4 separate regions of the Mus musculus genome follow, and all the other regions are linked to region 1. The links are chromatin contacts, called in public Hi-C and HiCAR-type maps. All regions are on one chromosome and are shown on one strand. The core of a region is the stretch at or near the end of the contact, and the rest is flanking DNA. Distances in the headings are between cores, read along the strand shown.

What was found. A called contact is a pair of places that touch in the nucleus more often than the background predicts. HiCAR-type assays count read pairs that join an accessible place to other places.
Region 2: a HiCAR-type map of fibro-adipogenic progenitors shows a contact between it and region 1, with 4 times the contacts expected there. The contact joins two enhancer-like sites. A contact is called at or near these places in 1 of 484 Hi-C or Micro-C datasets (nephron progenitors) and 1 of 115 datasets of contacts at active chromatin or transcription factors (fibro-adipogenic progenitors).
Region 3: a contact with region 1 is called in a Hi-C map of uterus, with 4 times the contacts expected there. The contact joins two enhancer-like sites.
Region 4: a Hi-C map of uterus shows a contact between it and region 1, with 4 times the contacts expected there. The contact joins two enhancer-like sites. A contact is called at or near these places in 4 of 39 promoter capture datasets (the 3T3-L1 cell line, 3T3-L1-derived adipocytes and cranial neural crest), 10 of 484 Hi-C or Micro-C datasets (the 3T3-L1 cell line, the HL-1 cell line, adipose-derived mesenchymal stem cells and 2 more) and 8 of 115 datasets of contacts at active chromatin or transcription factors (craniofacial prominence, embryonic forebrain, embryonic hindbrain and 5 more).

What each region holds. Positions count from the first base shown.
Region 1 is chr9:41,325,441-41,328,872 of GRCm38.p6, forward strand. No RefSeq gene overlaps it. Among named protein-coding and RNA genes, the nearest start is that of Gm25401, 12 kb to the right of the region's middle. Within about 2 kb of position 1,606, at least 122 of the 459 cell types and tissues checked have an H3K27ac peak or open chromatin away from gene starts, as enhancers often do. A contact at or near this core is called in embryonic fibroblasts, embryonic forebrain, fibro-adipogenic progenitors and 2 more, where this site is marked.
Region 2 is chr9:41,807,509-41,810,961 of GRCm38.p6, forward strand. The region is part of intron 1 of Gm35940 (a long non-coding RNA gene); the gene reads left to right. Among named protein-coding and RNA genes, the nearest start is that of Gm35940, 3.6 kb to the left of the region's middle. Within about 2 kb of position 1,528, at least 60 of the 459 cell types and tissues checked have an H3K27ac peak or open chromatin away from gene starts, as enhancers often do. A contact at or near this core is called in fibro-adipogenic progenitors, where this site is marked.
Region 3 is chr9:41,833,246-41,836,470 of GRCm38.p6, forward strand. Gm35940 (a long non-coding RNA gene) reads left to right here. Exons shown (of 3, transcript XR_379298.3): 3 at 1-1,272. Among named protein-coding and RNA genes, the nearest start is that of Gm35940, 29 kb to the left of the region's middle. Within about 2 kb of position 1,611, at least 19 of the 459 cell types and tissues checked have an H3K27ac peak or open chromatin away from gene starts, as enhancers often do. A contact at or near this core is called in uterus, where this site is marked.
Region 4 is chr9:41,584,440-41,587,890 of GRCm38.p6, forward strand. All of the region lies in intron 4 of Mir100hg (Mir100 Mirlet7a-2 Mir125b-1 cluster host gene), which reads left to right. Among named protein-coding and RNA genes, the nearest start is that of Mir125b-1, 4.2 kb to the left of the region's middle. Within about 2 kb of position 2,027, at least 67 of the 459 cell types and tissues checked have an H3K27ac peak or open chromatin away from gene starts, as enhancers often do. A contact at or near this core is called in embryonic fibroblasts, embryonic forebrain, forebrain and 1 more, where this site is marked.

The DNA of each region.
Region 1 (3,432 bases), core at 356-2,855:
ATCCAGAGGTCACACTATGTTATGGAGAGAGAGACACAAACATGGGCCCTGGTGAAGGGGGGTGGAGACGTTGTAGGCTAAGACACTACTACAGGCTGAGGGTCCCTGCCCTTTTTGCTGTGCCATGGGTCCTCTCTGACCTCTACGATGTCTTGCCATGAGGATGGTTCAGCCATTCCAAACTCTCTTTTTCTCTGGCTTAATCTAACATCTGAGAAATCCATTTGCTCTCTTTCTCGTACATATAAACACCTTGCAGTGTGTATGTGTGTTGGGGAGGGGGGCTCAGCTTTTTTCTTCCCTTAGAGAAAGCATGAAAACAAACAAAACAAGTCCCATGTCTGAACACTCCCAAAATTCTCAGAATTACAGAAAAGGAGGCACGTGTGAGTGACTGAATTTGTTCAAGAGCAGGAGGCAAGGAGATGTTTGTGTAACAACAGCCTCAGACAACAGGACCAACCAGAAGCACAGCATGGCTGTGTCATGGCTACAGGCCCTAGGAGAAGCTGGCTTTCTTGTCAGGTTTAGACAGATACCTTTTGTCAATCATGGATCAATGCTGGCCAGGCAAGCTTTGTCTCAGAGGCTTGCGAGGATAATGTTTCTTTGTAAGCGTAGTTTCTTTTGCCCTTTTAAACTCTAATGTCATTGTTTTTCAAACAAAACTCTGTGTGTGCTTTGCTGGAGCTTGCTGGATAAGTAAGCACTGTCATTTAAATGAGTATTTAATGTTATATAACTGTCATTTGGCACTTATAAACGGGAATCTGAAAATATCAGGTGGATAATAAAATAGATTTCAATATCATTCCTCAAAAAGGAAAGTGCCCTCTGTTTTTGTTGTGAATGCTGTCTGAGGCTTCCCTCCCCACGTCCCCTCTTCCCTGAGTAACAATCTTGTCTTCCAAGACCGTCAGAAAAATAGCCTATTTTTAAATTTTTAGACTTTCTGTCTTAGGGAAAGGGAAAATATTGTATGGAAAGCAACAGTGGCAGCCGCAGCAGCAACAACCACAACAATAAGAAATACCTGCCTTACAGTGTCGGCTGAATGCCCACGGATGCAATGCGCATGTTAGACACATCAGGCTAAAATGGATTCTAAGCGTATTCTTAGATTAGATTTAGTTACACAGCATTTTAGAGAGAGGTGACAGGTAAGCTTTCAAAACTGGTAGGCATTTTAGTTCATTGTAGCCAGAAGTTAAAAATAATTGCAATGAATTTTAAGTCACAAGAAAAACCTTCCTTCTGACCTGGCTCCCAGAGCTGGCTGGAGAAAGGCCTTTATCCAGGCATTTGGGACAGCTCTTTCTTTAGAGAAAAAGCCAGCCGTCTGTTTTTCTTCTCTCTGGGGTAGCTGCCATTTCGGACAGGCAGGCACAAAGCCGGGAACATAATCAAGGGCAGAGAAAACTCACCCCATGTTCTATTTGTCATGCTGACCCGCAGGTCATAACCTGAAAGTTTATGGATCAGGGAGACAAGGCCTCCCTGGAAGTCTGTTTTCTGGGCTTTGGCTGATGCTAAGTTCCTGACTTCTGAAAGAGGGGAGGGTGTGGACTTCCAGGGCTAGCCAGTGGGAAGGAAGTAATATTCATTAAGAGTGTCTCATGCAAGCCGCGCAGGCAAGCATGCTCAGTGTAAATTCTCCCGGAGTCTGTCAGCTATGTTTGAACTCAGTCCAGCAGGGCTGCCTTTACTTTTTTTTTTCCCTACCAGGAAGAATGCTCCATTACATTGTGCTTTGCCTCTCTCTCTCTCTCTCTCTCTCTCTCTCTCTCTCTCTCTCTCTCTCTCTCTCTCAGAAGATCAGTAACAATGTTATTTTCTGATCAGTTCAGTAATACAATGCCCTCTGATGTTCACACCAGCATCTCACTGGAGAAGAAAAGAATGTTGTTGGCTACCTGGGACCAGAAGACTTCTTAGGTCAGTAGAAGCTAATCAAGTACTCTCAAGGCTTCCAGAGTCAGGAGTCGTCTTTTCTTAGTAGTTCAGGGAACTGACAGCAATTTAATTGTCTTTTCAACTGGTGGGTGTTCATATACCAATATTTTTTTTCCCACGCGAACTATGGTTTTCTTATGCTAGAGTGATTTTCCAAAAACAGGGAAAGATATATCTTTGGATTAATTTGCATTTGAAAGAAACTTTTTTTTTTTGGTACAGGAGTTTTCTCTTTCTTCTTTCTCTTTCTTCTCTACTGCAAATTATATGTTTTTCAAGTAAATATTGTGGTGAACCGATGTAGCAGTCACAGTCAAATGTGGATGTGGTTTGCATGGCATTAATTCTTGGCAAGGGTGGCTTTCATGAAGTTAGCTTTTGTGCTGCCAAAGATAGAAGGGAGTTAGCTTATTTCTGTCATTGTTTCTGAAACTTTTGGTAGGTTTGGAGGCTGAATTGAGAACCCTTGGGGATGGGGGGGAGGGGGAGAGAGAGAGAGAGAGAGAGAGAGAGAGAGAGAGAGAGAGAGAGAGAGAGAGAGAAGAGCTTTTTTCCTGTTTAATGTGCAAAAAAATGTCTTTTTAAAAAAATATTCAACTCTCTGCTTCTCAGGAACGACTGTATCTTTTTAAGAGTATGTGTAGTGATAAAGTGTAGTTTTGGAGGGAGATAACCAGCAGAAGGCAGAGACAGTTTGTAATGAACAATTTAAATCAAGATCCTCATGGGAACTAGATGCAAGCCAAGAAAAATATCATGTGCTGTGAACTCACTGATTTACTGAGGTTTGCACCTTTAAATCTTTTTTTTTCTTTCTTTCTTTTTTTTTTTTTTTTTGAGAAAGTGGATCCAACTTTAAAGCATTGTTCTGTAACATCAGGTGATGATGATGTCACACTCAGCAGAGCAAGCAAGTGTGCAAAGACAGTTCCTTTAAAAATATCTGAGGGCTGGGCTTAGGAAACTACACGGCTTGAAGGGAGACTGTGTCCTGAGCTATTTTGCAATATTATGCACAAATCTTTAGAGCAAAGGGGAATTTTTTTTTCCTTTTCAAAGCAAAAGGGCAAGTTAAGTATTATTGATTTGTCTGGGATTAAATATTTGCTGGCATCCAGTACATCACAGGCTACCAATATGTAAGTCAGACGTGCCATCTATTCAGGGCACGTAAATGAAAGCTCTTGCATTTTCATAGGGTCAAATACGGCAGCACCAGCTCCTAATTACCCTCTGCTCCCAGGAAGGCCTGAGAGAGGCGGGGCGTGTGGTCAAAGAATGCATGGCCTGTGAGCTGACCTTGTTCTCTTAACTTATGTCTATCTGCTCTTAAGGGGCAGCAGGTGTGGAGAGCTGTGAGTCACAGGACCTCAGGGGAGATCAGGAGGGAGAGGCAGATCCACCCTGGCTGGGACTTATGCCCCCATCCAGTGCTCCAGAGAGGACTTCTGCTCTTGGATCTAGTCCTGGAGCTCTTTG
Region 2 (3,453 bases), core at 278-2,777, 480 kb after region 1:
CGGTGGTGTGACACCCTGTGCAAGTATGACATTGTGTGCAAAGTGAATACGTTGTGTGTTTAGGACCAAGTCTGCAGTGAAGTCATGTGATACAGTACAGGCAAACTCTGCAAGAAACACCTCAGGTTCACCATAGGGTTGGTTTTAAATTAATTTTGATGGTTATGTGCTTGAGAGCCGTACATCACTGCTAAAATTTTCTGATCCCCACATTCAGCTACACCCATGTTTTAAGAAGCTAAAGGCCTGATGTGGTGGTTTGAAGAGACGGGTTTGAAGATCTTATATTTGAACGTGTAGACATCAAGGAGTGGCACTATTTGAAAGGATTAGGAGGTGTGGCCTAATTGAAGGAAGTGTGTCACTGGAGATGGGCCTAGTTGCTCTGTCTTCCTGCTGCCTGTGGATCCACACGTGAAGTTCATAGCTTCATTTCCAGCACCATGAATACCTGTGTGCTGTCATGCTTCTACCATGATAATGGATGAAACCTCTGAACTGTAATTTCAGTTAAGTGTGTGTGTGTGTGTGTGCATGTGTGTATACATGTGCATATATGAATGCCCATGGCCATCCTGTCTTTTCACAGCAATAGAGCACTAAGAAAGAAGACCATAATATTGAGGTTTTACCTTCAATGTAATTTTTCATGCCTACTTCTCACTGAATCACTATAAAGAAGCCAAAGAAAAATCTTCCTGAGCAGTGCCTGCCTTAATTTTCTTACTGTAAGAATCACACACCTACTCAGCCCATCTGTCATTATAGCAATGTTAAAAAGTGACATTCTTAAGGTGTAACAATGAAGATTTAAGTGAGGCCCATGTTTCCAAGTGAAGCCCTAATGTTTGATTCAGATCCAGTGATTTGAATCAAAATATTTCCATGGGAACCTGCAGCCAGCCTGAAATACTTACTCCCAAATTGAATAAATCTTTTTTTTAATAAGTTCTGGGTTTTGTTTGTTTATTTTTTATTTGCTCTCTAAACCAATACAATGAACTGAAAGACAGTTTTAAAAACAATACTGACACATGCAGATAAAAGCTGTCCTTTCTAAACAGTATTTAAACAATAAAATTAAATTTCTTTGAGCATCAATTCCCTGAGCTGTAGACAGTGTCTAGTACAATGGAGAACAAATGGATGAGTGAATGAATGAAAAAAAAACTTTGTTTAAATGAAAGATTTATAAGATCTGAAGAGAAAGCAGACTATGAAAGACTTTCAAAACTTGTGTTCAGTGGCCAGTGATGAACTGATCAATAAGAAAGAGCCAGAAATGGTAACACATGAAGCTGGGAAACTCACAAAGTCTATCTTAAGATAGCATTAAGAAGAATACTGAAGGAAGAAGTCAGCCTATTGGGTCAGAAGATCAGGGTCACCAGAATTGTTATCATAGACTACCACAAACTGATTCAACTAATTTTCCGCTGAGCAATGCATTCCAGGGCTTTTGAAAGTCCCCACACTTCACAGCATGCTTCCCCAGCAGGAAGGGCCCCTTAAACATAATTTGATTCAGTCCATGTGTTTAGAAGAAAAAGGCAAAGACCCAAAGCAGTGGTGTAGCATGCCCGAGGTCACACAGTTATGTAGCCACCCACTCAATGTTCCTTCCAGGGCACCATGGTACCATGCTAAGAGTTCGTGGAAGGGATGGAAAGCCAGGATAGTGAAAAGCAGGATTCTAGACACAGAAGAGCTACTTAAGAAAGGATGGGCTCTAAGGATTCAGAGTGAGTGGGGAAAAACAGGAAAGAATGTAAAACATTGATGTAAAGGAGCCTCAAGACTCCCCGCAGAGCAAGAGGGACACAAGAACTTGGTTGATAAACATATGGAGAAGGAACATGGCTATAAATCCAGTTGGGACACTTCCTTTTCAAAGGATCTGTCCCAAACACAGCAATGTCACAGGAATGCAGGCTGCTTTGCTGTTGGCTGGAAGAAAGAGAAAGTGGCTTGAGCCACGCCTCATAGCAAGCATTTCCGAGTGAGATTCCATCATCCCAAGCGGTGCCAGAACCACCAAACCACCAAGGACCATGGGGAAATGACTGGCTACTCTGATCCAAGCAGAACCAAAGGATTGAGATGTTCCAGGAGTTGCTTTTAAAGAAAGTTTTCCCCTGCCCTACTGAGAAGAGAAAACCCATGAAGAAGGGAGAAATGGAGCTGTGTTACAATTCATCAGTAAAGCAGGAGAGCGAGAAAGGCAGGAACAAGGCGGCTTATATACTTTCCATAGCATGAAAACCTGTGGGCCTGGAAGGGAATGCAATGAGAACTTTTGACATAGACAGCCAAGATTTGGCTGCTGGACTGTTGGAATAGCTGCAGACACAGGGAAGAGTGAAACATGCAGCCTCCTAAGGGCTGGCATAAGAACATAGCCCGGACAAGAAGACAGGCAGCCAAAAGCCTAATTGCCTTAAAGTTCAGGTCGAGCCTGGAGACCCAGTGCTAGAACTTTGCCCAAATGAGGGAAATGGGGCTTCTGTCTAATGAACTCAATCAGGCAGATGGACCCTCTCACTTTCTACACTGTGTTCAGACTGTCGGAGATCAAGATAAACCACGGTCGCTCTGAAACAGTCCTTTCTCCTTTGCTCTGCCTGTCAATGGCCTCATAACCTTCAGACCTTTTTGAATGTTCTGTAGGAGCAAGCCGAGAATGATTGGACAACCAGTTGTTTTGTTCTGTTTTGTTTTTTGTTTTTAATGCATGTAGTGACTTCTTGAGGATTCTAATTAGGAGATGATAAACATGTAGGACCTTAGATCAAGTGTGTGAAGCATCAAGCCGCCTTCCATCACTACACTCTGCACACACACAAAGCAACAACTAAGGTGTTGAAAGAGACAATTGTGCCACACTGGCATGACTTTTATGTACATAAACTGACTATACCCTTAATTTCACCATTATATGGAAGGGGAAACTTAGAGATTAGAAGATTTAAATTCTTCCTTGGGTTATATAGTCATGCCAATCCGGTTTATCAACGTTGAACCACTTTACTATTTGCCATGTCTCCCTCAGCCTTTTAAGGCAATAAATGCTACACTTTAAATATATATTTATGTATATACACACACACACATATATATGTATATATGTGTGTATATATATATGTGTGTATATATAATCTACATTATAGTTATATATTGATGAAGTGGAACAAATACCTGGGATGAAGTAACAGTCTGGAAAACCAGATTCTCATCAGAACTGGGGCACTTAATGCTGGGGATGGACAGTATTTAAAATCTCTCGCCCTGCTTGTCTGCTTCCACATAAAGCCATAATGCTTCACCTCAGAGATGCATTCCATCTCCCACAGATTGATTCGGACAGAGCCAGTGTCATTAATTAATTAAGAGAACGCATTTTTCTGACCATCACACTCTACTGACAGGATAATTCTTTCATCTTCATGTGGAGGG
Region 3 (3,225 bases), core at 361-2,860, 510 kb after region 1:
GTCAATGAACAGAGGAAGATAGCCAAAGTAATTCTCAAAGTGGAAAACTCAAGGAAAAGATGTGATGGCTTTGAAGAGAGGACCATGTGAATAGAGAATGAAACTGGACCAGGAACTCCAATGCAAACCTAACAAATGTAGACTAGAAGATGAGGTTAGAAGGCTGGCCAAAGGGAAGCCGAACTACTACATCAATAGTTATTTTACTTCACTGAAACACAATGAATACTCTTTGTTGGTTTCTATATGTTTCTAGAGTCTTAGTTTTTTTTAATTATTATTTATGTGTATGTGTGTCTAACTGTATGTGTATGCACACATGCATGCATGTACCATCAGACACCAGAAGAGGGCACCAGAGCCCCCTGGAGTGTAGAGTTACAGATGGTTGTGAGCCACTCAGCATGAATGCTGGGAAACAAATCCTTTGAAAGAGAAGCAAGTGCTCTTTAACTTTCTCTCTCTAGCCCCAAAGAAGGCTTTTAAAAAGAGCAGGGTTGAAACATGAAAACTGTGATTAGGAGTTCAGGCTTTGTAGGAGGAAGACCAGATAAAGATGCATGGCTCTGCGTCTCACTAGCAAGGTGACCTCAAACCCATTGCTAGGCTGTGGGCCCCGATCTGTGAAATGACAATAACCACATCTACAGCACAGAAGTGTGTCCATGTGTCAGTGGCCATTAATACTACTCCTGCTATGTGCTAGATATTGATAATTAATATGGACTATGCCCAAGGTCACACATGGCAACCTACTGATCAAAACCCATTATGGCTTGGCACTCTGTAAGCATGCTCCTTACAATGTCAGGACCATAAACCACTCAGCCCCCGTATCTGGCAAATGACTACAGGTTAATGTAAAAGGTCAAAAATCTTTTGTCTTATTTTATTTTACATTTTTCTCTCACATAGGGTAAAAGAGAGAAAAAAAATCTTAACACTGATTAGGAGGTTAAGAAAAAAAAGTTCTAGAAACCAGAAAAAGAAAATTTTTTTCTCTGAAGATGTGAATGCCTGTCACAAACTTTCTTGGCTTGGCATATCATGAGTCACTTCTTTTGTTCTCTGAAACTGACCAGAACTTTAACTAAATTTTGGTGTCAAGTCAAAGCCTACCCTTACCCTTCTCGTATTGTAAACAAGTCCACTGAAGATCCAGGTTAAAGTATTTTCTCTTTTCAGCTTGATGAATTACTAACAAGAACGGCACATGAGATAATGTCTCTTGGTATCTGGATAATACACTGCCTCTCAAACCTACGACAGAAATACTGGCTTCTCTCTGTGTGCTTCTAATGGCCTTGGGGTGGGGGGATAGCTTAAATCAAAACCTTCCTCGTTACCTACCACAATCCTCTTGGTTGTAGTGGTCCTGAGGTTTGAGGAGCTGTTTGCTAACCCTGTGATCCCAAAGCTCACACTGAACTTGGGTTGTTAAAATGCTCCAGAGGGGACCTGAACCATGGCAATCGGAGACCTCCCTCCACTCATGCCAAAATACCCTTCGCCTTTAAGGGCTCTTTTTAAAGCCAGAGAGTTCTCTCTGATCCTCCTTAATAAAGTGCCCAGGCAGCGGTAGTAACAACGCTCCCCTTCCTTATTTGAGATCTGTGCAGTCTCATTAAATTTGATGTGTCACAGAGGGCTTGAGTATGTGAAAGGCAGGCGGTGGGAGCTGGACTGGAGGTTGCCAGCTTTACTAAGGAAACGTAATTCATTACACCTTTTCAAAATGGACGCCCCTCTGGCTTCCTGCTCCATTGATTCCCCCCTCCCCTTCGCAAGTAACGAGTGAAGGGCCTGCTCAGCCTGCAGATTTAACCCTTATTAACAGCTGTTTAAATTAGAGATGCAGTTTGATGGAGAGATGGGAGCCCCTCAAAGGAAACCAAGATTAAAGCATGCATAAGACTGGAGCTGGGTTGTTGAGACAGCACCCCTGCCACCCCCCAAAAAGGAGGGGCTAGTGTTGCTATTAAGCAGTTTGTCTAAATAATATGTTCCTGCTTTGCCATGATTAAATATTCATGGCCTACACTCCCACCTCTGTTGCCCCCACTCCTTTGCAATAGTCATAGAAGAAGGAAAATTTGCTGGACTGTGCAAAACAAAGAATCCTGTGACAATAACCAGTTGGTTTGCCTGCTTCCTCCTTCTTGAGATTGATCTGAAACTACTCTGAAACCTAGCTGACTCCAAGCACCTTTGAGACCTGGGAGTGAACTACTGGGTTCTCTTGAAGGGAGCCGTCTGTTCTGGAAGCAGAGTCTGCAAGACAGAAGACAAGGTTCACCCTCCAAGTGCAACCATGGATTCTGTGGGATTATATCATTCACCTGGCCCATAAACTAACCTGGAAGCAAAAGGACAAAGGTCAGGGTCAAGGAGCACCCACATGTCAGACAGGCACGTAAAATTCACAGTCCGACATCATTATACATCCCTGGATAGTTATGCATCCTGCCCAATAGAAACTAATAAACCAAGAAATATCTGAAAAAGAAAATCTAATGATATTTACTTATTTACTCATTTGCTCGGGTCTCTACTCTGAGCTTTGTACCTGGCAATATTGTGGTGCTGGCAATTTCAAAGGTCAGCAAACCACCTGACAAAAAACAATGTAAGAGAGGAACGGTCTACTGGAGCTCATACCTTGAGCCTATGGCCGATCATGGCCAGGAAGGAGCATACGACAACTGCCCATATTACATCTGTGTTCTGGAAGCAGAGAGCCATGGGCGCTAGCTGGTGCTCAGCTGGCCCTCTCTTCTGTATTCAGCCAAGCAGTTATATGTCTCACCTTGCTGATGCTAGTCTAAAAGAAAACCCTTCATGAACATCCTCAGGGGTTTGTCTCCGAGCGGCTTTAGATCCTACCAAGCTGGTATTGAGTACAAACCATCACACTGTGTAAGTATTCACACCTGGACTGTGCTAATACTTAATTCCTTAGGTCTCTGGGCTTTGTAAGCTGTAGGCGTATAGATTGTAGTCCTCTGAATTCCTTTCTCAAAAGAAGAACATGGGACACCATGATGGATTTATCACTAGAGAAAATACATAGAGAAAATACATTTTTCTTGCTGGGAAATCATAGCAGGCTAAAGAGGGTAGAGGTAGAAATGATTGATCTACTTCAAACTCTAAAGTAAGTCTATGTTGATAAAATGTCGACTCCTCCAACTTCCTCTAGAGAGCCCCCATCTTCCATCTAAACAG
Region 4 (3,451 bases), core at 777-3,276, 260 kb after region 1:
ATTTAACAGCTTAAGCAAGCCCACTGATAACAAGAGGAACCAGCTGAAACCCGTTTTGCAATATCTTGCCCCTCAAAGAAAAATACAGAAAATGCTTAATTTTCAAATCTCTAATTGCTCGCTTCCTTCCTTCCTTCCTTCCTTCCTTCTTTCCTTCCTTTCTACCTTCTTTTTTCTTTCTTTCTTTCTTTCTTTTTTCTTTCTTTCTTCTTTCTTTCTTTCTTCCTTTCTTTCTTTCTTTCTTTCTTTCTTTCTTTCTTTCTTTCTTTCTTTCTTCTTTCTTTCTTCCTTTCTTCTTTAAGGAGGCATGCTAGAGAAACAGTAACTCATTTTAAAATCTGGCACCTGGAATGAAATTTATGGGCAAAAACACCTTTATACAAAAAGTTTATGGCTTCCCACAGAACGCAGTGAGATTAGAATTGAGCGACTGTAACAAAGGGTGATTTGGTGATTTTGTAGGGTTTTTCTGTTTTTTTTTTCTTTTTTTTTTTTTCTGGAGGGGAAAACAGATGATTTAGAAAGTGTTAGGAACATATCAAGCCCCAGGGAAAGAAAAACGTTTGATTGGTATTAATTAAAACACTGCTAATATATTCTAATAAAATCAGATTTAACATTCTAAACTAATCCGCCTAGCATGTCAAAGGCAAAGAAAAGTATTATCTATCTTATTTGCATCTGGGCAACTCGAATGCATTTGCTCATTCGGCAGAATTAATTTCTATCACCAGTCTATTTAATCTCCTCACAGATTTAAGCAAACTTATTCTTTCAGGCTAAAAGGGCCCAGGGTGGGGAAACCATGGACGGTATTTGGAAGAGCAGTGACTGTATTTGGGGCCCATTTTCTGGCTGACCATAGTCTTTTCTCTTCATTCGTTATAATGGGATGTGGAGAACGGCAGAGATTGCAGAGTGATAAACGGCTCAGGGAGTCTTTTTTTTTTTTCTTCTTCCTCCTTTCTCTCCTTATATTATACCTGGTGGCTTATTTAAAAAATTTGGTTGCTAAATTTTAACAATGGCATTTATTTAGTGCTGCCAACCTGTTCATGAACATCTAATTTTTGTTTTCTAATTTCAGAACCTATATCATCACAGATTTCTAATGGAAAATAAATAGATAGATAGATAAACAAATAAAGGTACTTATACCAAAAACCCATTATTTTTCTTAGCTATTTTCTTTTAAGCTTCAGTCCTAAGGGTCAGTGAGGAAATATAAAATTTCAATCACCAAGAACTGAGTTCTTTGTTCTGTTTTTAAGTCAAATATCTCTTTGGGAGAATTCCATATTTTCATGGAGCATGGAGTTTCAGCTCTTTATTGCTAAGCTCTCCCGACTGATAACATCATCCTCAGATGGTATTATGGCCAAAATATTTTGCCTGAATATTAGTCTCCTGAACCTGATAGCCCATGCAAATATGAACCTAACACACACACACACACACAAAGATGAATGGGCCGGAAATGCTGAGGCCCGTATGGGTGTGTTTCTATAAGGAGGGAGTCTGCAGGCTGTGGGGAGGTAGACTGCCTGCAGTCTGCATCACGGAGGTGGCTGCAGAGATCTTTCTCCATTGCCTTTTCAAGTCTTCAAGGTAAAAGAGCAACTGCAGTTTGGTTTCACTTGTATTGTTCCATAATCCAGGCAATAAATGCTAATTAGTAATGCTCAAGGATCCGACCATTCAGAGTAATTATCATAATTTACTTCTTCCTTGTTAAAGACATTCCTTGCTGATTTTAAAAAAAAAAATCAAGTCATTCTGTCCCCCATTACATTACAGTGAGTATTCACTAGAGAGATGTTCAAGGTCCACTCAGAGCCTCATGGCTGCATTTGAAGTCACCCGACATGTGCCTTGGCTTATTCCAAGTGGAGCCACAACTTAATTTCAAAAGCAGAATTCATGTAAATGCATCGAATTCTGCACATGCACCAGGAATGTATGATTTTTATTTTACAAACCCCAAAGGCTCCTCCTTCCGGGCCCACCCCTTTTTTCTGAAACCACTTATGAGCAGAACAAAGGAATGTACTAACTGTGGAGGCAGCATTACATGTGAGCAGTCACTGCACTGTGAAGTGTGCGCTACGACAACATATTTCATCGTACAGAAGTGCGGATAATTAAATAATGCCACAGCAACCCTGACTCATTAGCAGAAAGATCTTTAAGGAGGAATCAAGAAGATGGATCCAATCAACTTGGAGAGTACTCTTCCTTCTCTGAGATCTCAAATATATTTTAGTTGGTTGGTGATTGATTCATGCAGGGCTCGAGGACAAAAGCCAGTTTCTCAAAGCCGAATGCGGATCTTTTTTAGACGAACAAACTGTATGTCTTAGATGAGTTGGATTTAACATAAGGCTTAATGTTTGGAGTCAAAGGTAGAGCGTGCCACCTTGATGCTCATTTCCCCTTTTATCCATAGATCTAAGAAATGCCCAACCCTTAACCTTTCAGTTGGCTTCCTCAACATGCATGTAGCCTCTCCTACATTTTCTAATGACGGATGTTCAAGTTCCTTATTGCTTGAACCAAGTAAGTATCATCGTCACAGAAATAAGCAACTGTACTCAGTGTCTTCCAGGGTCTCCCCCTACTCCATTTCCTTTGTCTAGGTGCTATTCTCAGTTTTCAGTGTCCATTGGTCCTTTAAGGGGGAGCTCCAGGTTTAACTTGAGGGCTATAAGCATTGGAAGAATAATTCCCATTGGATACTGTACAGAGAAGCCACCTGCAAAATGTTGACGCTGTTATTGAAGTCTCAAGTGGAGTCAGCTTTCAAAAAATTAGATATTAGATACATCCGGCATAATTTGCAATCTGTAATTATACTAATGTGCATATAGCTGTGCTTTGCTTTATCTGTAGCCTACTTGAGTGTGTCCCCATCACCCCCCATCCTCGGGCATGTCTCATGCTTGGAATTGCTTGGGAGGAGAGTGCTTTGTAAGTCAGCTTAGGGTTTTTTTTTTAATTCCTTGTTAATTAATACAAGAATAAAAGGACTTTGCTTCATGTGTGCTTCCATGAGAATGAAAGTGGAAAACCTAGATGTTGCAAACTCTTGATCTTTCAAAGGCTCCTCACTGGAGAAAATTTGAATTCTTTGCAAAATATTTGCAGTTCTTTGTGAGTTTGGTCTTCATCCTGGCTGTGGATAACTCGGAAGCACAGAGAACAACAGAAAAGTACATATTACACATAAGGAATCCATTTCCTTTGTTGGAATCAGAGACATGGCATTTGCCAGAGATGATGATTTTTAATCTAATAAAAGCAATCAAACCATTAACAATAATAAACAATTTTCTGTTTTTCCCCTCCATTTTGCATGTCACGAGATGAGTAACTGAGACTCTTATCCACTAACTTCAGTTCCCTTTTGGGGCCTCAACACGATTCCAGAGATCTACTGATGGCTCCACTGGGG